2 separate regions of the Mus musculus genome follow, and region 2 is linked to region 1. Evidence: chromatin contacts called from public HiChIP or PLAC-seq data. All regions are on one chromosome and are shown on one strand. Each heading gives the region's core, a stretch centred on a gene start, on an enhancer-like site or on the middle of the called end of the contact. The rest is flanking DNA. Distances are from core to core; before and after follow the strand shown.

Evidence for each region. HiChIP or PLAC-seq counts read pairs in DNA pulled down with a chosen protein or histone mark.
Region 2: a contact with region 1 is called in a BATF HiChIP or PLAC-seq map of CD8 T cells, with 10 read pairs. The contact joins two enhancer-like sites. A contact is called at or near these places in 3 of 115 datasets of contacts at active chromatin or transcription factors (CD8 T cells, the HPC-7 cell line and embryonic stem cells) and 2 of 9 other capture datasets (adipose tissue and liver).

The regions. Positions count from the first base shown.
Region 1 is chr9:88,291,407-88,294,626 of GRCm38.p6, reverse strand. No RefSeq gene overlaps it. Among named protein-coding and RNA genes, the nearest start is that of Gm51281, 33 kb to the left of the region's middle. Within about 2 kb of position 1,611, at least 18 of the 459 cell types and tissues checked have an H3K27ac peak or open chromatin away from gene starts, as enhancers often do. A contact at or near this core is called in CD8 T cells, where this site is marked.
Region 2 is chr9:88,356,215-88,359,434 of GRCm38.p6, reverse strand. All of the region lies in intron 3 of Nt5e (5' nucleotidase, ecto), which reads right to left. Among named protein-coding and RNA genes, the nearest start is that of Nt5e, 30 kb to the right of the region's middle. Within about 2 kb of position 1,529, at least 41 of the 459 cell types and tissues checked have an H3K27ac peak or open chromatin away from gene starts, as enhancers often do. A contact at or near this core is called in CD8 T cells, where this site is marked.

The sequences.
Region 1 (3,220 bases), core at 362-2,861:
ATGGAGGGATGTTTCTTACTGGCTTGCTTCCCCTGGCTTGCTCAGCTTGCTCTCTTATAGAACCCAAGACTACCAGCCCAGGGATGGCACCATCCACAATAGGCCCTCCCCACCTTGATCACCAACTGAAAAAATGCCCCACAGCTGGATCTCATGGAGGCATTTCCTTTCACTGAAGCACTTTTCTCTGTGATAACTCTAGCCTGTATCAAGTTGACACACAAAACCAGCCAGTACAATAGGTTTTGATAGGAGAATTAACTCTGGACAAAGGAAACATCAGTGTCTGCTGTTTGAGTAAGTCTTCTGGGTTATATACCTTTGTTACATAAAACAAAACAAAACTCTAAGAAAATTGAAAACCACAACAAAATAGCAAACCAGGAGAATAATTTACACCTATATACTGACTTCCTAAATGTATCTTCTCTTAGCATTGCTTGATCCACTCACTGTGTCCCCCCACAACTCATATAGACACATATATTACTCTTTCCTATGTCAATTGAAAGTAATGTGATGGCATTGTTGCCAATTTTCTGAGTTGGAGTTGAGTTTCTTGCTTCATGATTGCAAAGAATGCTGAGCAAGGAAAACAGAAAAAGGGTACAGGACCAAGGCACTGTTGGAAAGAAAAATGTTGGCTTCTAGCAGCAGGGAAGAGTTCAGAAAGTGAATTGCCAGGTAAGTTTTGCAACAGGGATTTTGATATCCTGGGAATGGACAAATTTGATCTCACTCATATGGAAATTAGGCATCCAACAGAAATTCACCTGGCTGGTTAATTTGATTGTGTGTGGTGTATTCTGATTGGCTGATGAGTCAAGTGAAGGGGAGGGCCTGCCAAAAAGTCTTTCAGGCTGGGCAAGATCAGGAAAAACCAACCAACCAACCAACCAACCAACCAACCAACCAAACAGGGCTGATGATTAGTTTACATCTTGATGAGTCAGAAAAATTTGGATTTTAATACATTAGATGGCAAGATCAACAACTTTGGAAAATCTCTGGTGTTCTGGAAGCTGGCTGCTGGTTCCACCAGGCATATAGATGGTTTGTTTCCCTTTGGCCTGTAACCCTGACTGTCTATTTGTTCCTAACGCTTATCAGCCTCATGATACTGCACCCTATGTGATACCAAGTAATGTATTTCTTCTATACAAAGACACTTTCATCTTCTTACTTAGCATTCACAGTGCCATTTCTACCTGCAAGGAACATTGCTGCTGAGACTCAAGGACCAACTTCCCTAAACAGAAAGGGATGCCAATAAAGTCAAGCTGTTGCTCTTGGTGGTTGTAGTCTTTAGCTCCTCTTCTTCTGTTTCTGCTCATAGGATCCTTGAAATGTCCAAGTAGATTTCTTAAAAAGCCTTTCATGGATTCCTACCAGTAGGTCCTTGTTGGGTTGTATTTCTGAGCCAGCACATCTGTCTCTGATCTTATGAGTCATGGAGTTGGCCTTGATACTAGGTGTTTGGAATAAGGGCTTGAAGAATCTGAGCAGAGGTTTGTACACATTTGACGATAAACCTGACTACATGCCTTGGAAGGACACTCATCCAGTCCGTACTAACCACCACCTTACCCCATGCTTACTCTTCACTGCCTCTGAGGTAATTTCTGAAATGCTTCCTGTTTTCCTCTGTGTTGGTGCTATGAGGTCACTGTTAAGCCATCAGAAGTTAAAGAGAAGATTGATAGCAGATTTAGTTTTTTTCTTTCTCTTTTGGGTATTTAAGAGGATACCCACACATTCTCCAACTGCCCTTTGTAAAACAGACACTGTTGCCTATAAACTAAGTTGGGATTTTGAGTTGTGTTATGTTGGATGGGTGGGGTAGCTGAAAAATAAAATGTGAGTTATCACCAATACAAGTTATCCCAGAAGCCAGTATTTAGACAATTCCTTCCCTCTCCTTTCTCTTAGTTTCCCCTCCCTCTCCCTTTCTCTTCCCTCATTTGACAGTGTACAGTCTAGGGTGGCCCAGAACTGAACTCATGGTTCTTCTGCTCAGTCTCCCAAGTGCTGAGATCACAGCAGCACCATCACACTTGGCTAGGTCTCTATTCTCATTCCTCCAGTAATCTATAATCATCAGGAGTGGGGTATGAGATGGTGAAGGCCCAGAGAGAGAAGTGGCTTTCACGACACCCATCTTGCGGGCAGGCACACCCTGGATGAAGGCTTATATCACACATCTAACCCTGAATTTTGTCTCCTGTTGTTGACTATGAGAAAATTCTTACACTGTATCTTTTGGATGCTCAAAGAAGCAGTTCTGCTATACCCAGATGCTGAGAAAGAAGAGAACATTGACCCTCTGTGCAGACACAAGAGACATTGTTACTCACAGAGCGGTGTGTTCTGTGGTCTGTCCTGGTCTATCCTGAGGCCTGGCTAATATGCGCTTTTTTTGTTTCTATAACAGGACAGAACTTATTAATTATTGAAAATTCTTTCCCTTTATTCTGATAAAGTCACACTTTTGTGACCTTCAGAGTTTTCATTAAGAAACAGTGTAGTGGGCAGCAACTCTGTGGGGTCACTGTGACTGCCATGGCCAGCAGAGCAATGACCTACAGGAGGCTGCTCAGGCTAATGCAACTGAGTAGCCAGTGTTGGTTCAAACTTCAGGAGTCTGACCCCCGAGGAGTTTATTTTAGGCATCTGTAAGCACAGTACAGTTTGGTGAAAGCTTTCCTGGTGATAATGATCTCAATCCTGTGTGTACAATAAAGCTGAAGATGAGACTACATTAACACTCACTGTGAAGAACATATGACACCTTTCATAAGGATAGGTTTTATAGATTGACAGGCACATGATAAAGATCTTGGAGAGGATGTGGTGTGGTCCCTACCATACAGATCACCAAGCTATTAACCATGCCTGCTCCCAGCCTTCTGGGTAAATAACAGGTTATGGATTCTCCGCTTTGAAGAGACAACCTGTGTGTTTAACATTCCTGTCTCCTAGTGCTCATCTGTGAGCATAAGGACCTTTGTGCCTCCCACACAACGCTTTCTTGGGTTACAGTGGACTCTTTGTTCCTTAAGCTGTACCCCGAGTCACATTTGGAGATGGGCTGTGTTTTGCAGGCATTTTTCCTTTTCTGGTAGTGTGGCAGAAGTCTCTTTTCATCCTCCAAATGCATACAAATATCCTAGCAACCACTAGCTGTCTAACTTTACCTTTCTATTATATGGTACGTTTTCAG
Region 2 (3,220 bases), core at 280-2,779, 65 kb before region 1:
GTACTGGATCTGTTGTCCACACAGACGCACTTCCTCACAGGATGACAGCAGGAGCTGGTGTGCAGACACAGATAGGAAATTGGGTACTGACCACTTGGTGATATGGGAGGGTGCTGGGAAGCTATTGGTACAGTGGTAAGATAGGGGCAGGTGGTATGAGCCCCACACTTTACCGTAGTAGTAGCTTGCAGACATTATATGTTGTTCTCCCAAAAAAAAAAAAAAAAAAAAAAAAAAAAAGGAAAGAGAGGGGAAAAAAAACTTCTTAAAATCTCAAAGAGTAACTAGTTAATTTCCATGCATGTTTGTCTTTCTAGGAAGCAGTATGTCAGAAAGGAAGAGGTCACACATTCCCAGGACTGAGCCCTTTACTGAACTGCAGATTAGAAACTGATATCCGCTCTTATCCAAGAGAAGAACCAAATGTCCAGTCCAGCTATTGACAGGCAGACAGGGCAGTCCCTTGTCATGCCTGCTGCAGGCTCCGACTTGAACTACTTTCCTACTTTTTATCATAGACCATTTTTTGTGACTCTGGGGTGTAACTCCTTCAGAGGCAGCATTTGCCTCTTGGGCCTCCTTCCTGCAGCTCTTACACTTTGCAAGCCTGACTGGGAAGGCTTCTGCTCTTTGAGTGTGACATCCAGCCATGCCAGGGTTAGTGGAAAGAACCTGGACAGAGTTCCTCCACTGGTGGGGTATCATGCACTAGTAGTTATGCTACACTTAACTTGGAGGTTTTTAGAATGTGGGTTACAAATAAACAACAAACAAGACAAGAAGGGAACTAATTTAGTGGGCAGTAATACACACAAAAGACTAAATAAAAGACCAGAGTCTATCAGGTGCTATTCAGGTGCTTCAGGGACGTTTTCCTTTGGGCTGTGTGCATGTCACATGCTGAGACATTTCTTAAACTTTAAATTTCTAGCTGAGCATGATGGCTCATGCCACTATTCCCAGCTCTACAGAGGCTTACATAGAAAGACTGCCATGATTTGAGTCTAGCCTGGGCTACAGAGTAAATTCCAGATCAGACAATAAGATCTGGACTTAAAACACAAAAGGATGTATGCTTCCACAAGCTGTGTTCTTTTTACTACATTTACTATGTAATGTTTAACAGACTTAATTTAGCTTCTTGGTAATTTCTTTTCTTTTCTTTTCTTTTCTTTTCTTTTCTTTTCTTTTCTTTTCTTTTCTTCTCTTCTCTTCTCTTCTCTTCTCTTTTCTTCCTTTCCTTTCCTTTCTTCTCTCTCTCTCTCTCTCTCTCTCTCTCTCTCTCTCTCTCTCTCTCTCTCTCTCTTGTTGCTTCTTGGTAATTTCATAAAATGGTTTAGTAAAAGATTGCTTAAGTTTTTTTCAGTGTGTGTGGTGTGTGTGTGTTTGTGTGTGTATGTGAGAGAGAAAGAGAGAGTGAGTAAGTGAGAGAGAGAGAGAGAGTGAGTAAGTGAGAGAGAGAGAGACAGAATAAATATGAGGATATGCTGTGGTACACATGAGGTCAGAGGACAACTAACTTTTGGGCTTTAGTTTCTCTCCTTCTGCCCTTATATGGGTTCAGACTCAGGTCTCTAGGCTAGTACAGCAAGTACCTTTATCTGCTGAGTTTTCTTGTCAGCCTGTCTGAAAAAAAATTTTTTTTTTAAGGCTGGCAAAAATTTGTTTAAATACATGAGTAGGTCTCATTTCATATCATGTCCTTTAATTGCTATATTTAGTCCTCAAAAGAGAGCCAAAACACATTTTCATGGGAGCAAGTTTAATCTTGGTAATCTATTATGAAATGTGAAACAAATGACTTAGACTCGGGTCAGCGTTTAAGAGACTGGATTCAGGAGATGAGCAAGCTACAGCTCACCCTCAGATCTCTCATGTTGCAGGACTTGCTGGCTGGGGCAATAGTTGTAAGAGCAAAAGGATAATCACCATTCCCTCCAGCTTCTTGGGCTAGCAGGGTGCCGTAATCAGTAGCCACACGGTGCAGCAGACTGTGGGTGCCCAAATGATGCCACAAAGTGGCACAGATGGTAAAGAAACATCAAAGTGACAAAGGGGGGGGTGATTGCATCATCTGGAGTAAGGGGTGGCTCTGTGTGTGTGTGTGTGTGTGTGTGTGTGTGTGTGATGGTATTCTTGTGACATTAGTGCTTCCTGTCATACCAGTAGAAGGGGGACCTTACAGTCAAGGTTAAGTCAACATATAACGTTGTCAGCCAGGACTACAAAGCAAAGTGAGACTCTGTCTCCATAAAAATGAAACAAACAATATAAGATCCTGTCTCAAGGTAAAAAGAAACAAAATAACAAGAAAAGAAACTGAAGAACAACAACAATACAAGCAGGATAGTCTGGGTGCTTTGGGGATTTTCGGTTTACTTTATACATATCTCTGAGAGTGCACAAGTCTGTACACGTATACCTGTTAGATCCTCTTGTAAAATGTCATGCTAACTGTGGCTCAAGCCAACATAAAGGGTGAAGTGGCAGGAGCATCAACTGGTTTCTGCTGTGTGTTGTAGCCTTCTAAAACTCCCTTGGGGAAGAGCTACAAAGCCCCCAGAGTTTGAATAGGTCATATCCACAGGATTGCTGTAGAATTGTAATAAGACCAGGCAAGTATGAAGACTCACCTGAAACTGTTGTGTCTTGGATGTGGTTTGTCTAGTGTGTGTTCATGTGTTAGCAGCTTATTAGTCCTCACTGTGGTGACACTGAGGGACGGTGAAACCTTCAAGGAGTGTCTAATGTGAGGTGACAAGGTCACTGGAGCTAGCACCCTCAGAGGAGAGTAGTTCTTTTGAGACCACAGTTAGTTCTATGTGAGGGAGTGGTTGTAACAGGAGGGCCACCACACACACCTGGGCTCCCTGTACATGTCCCTTCCTGATTCTCTCCCATGTTGTGATATGATGAAGAGCCAGGGGGACATTCACCCAAGGCCAAACCAGTGAAGTCAACTGTTCCCAGACTCTTAATCTTCAAAACGGTGACAGACTTCTTATTAGAAAGCCAAAGTGCCCAGAGGGTCAGGTGACTTGCCTGTTCAAGGTCATTCAAGTGAGTTAGGAATGAGGACTTTGACTCAATATCGTGTTTCTTTTCTTTCTATAATTTGTACTGTATCTCACTTCCTGATTCCAAATGTAATATATATTCAGCATTTAAAAATTCTAAGAAGTTCTATGAAAATGATGATGATGATGAAACTTTCCAAACC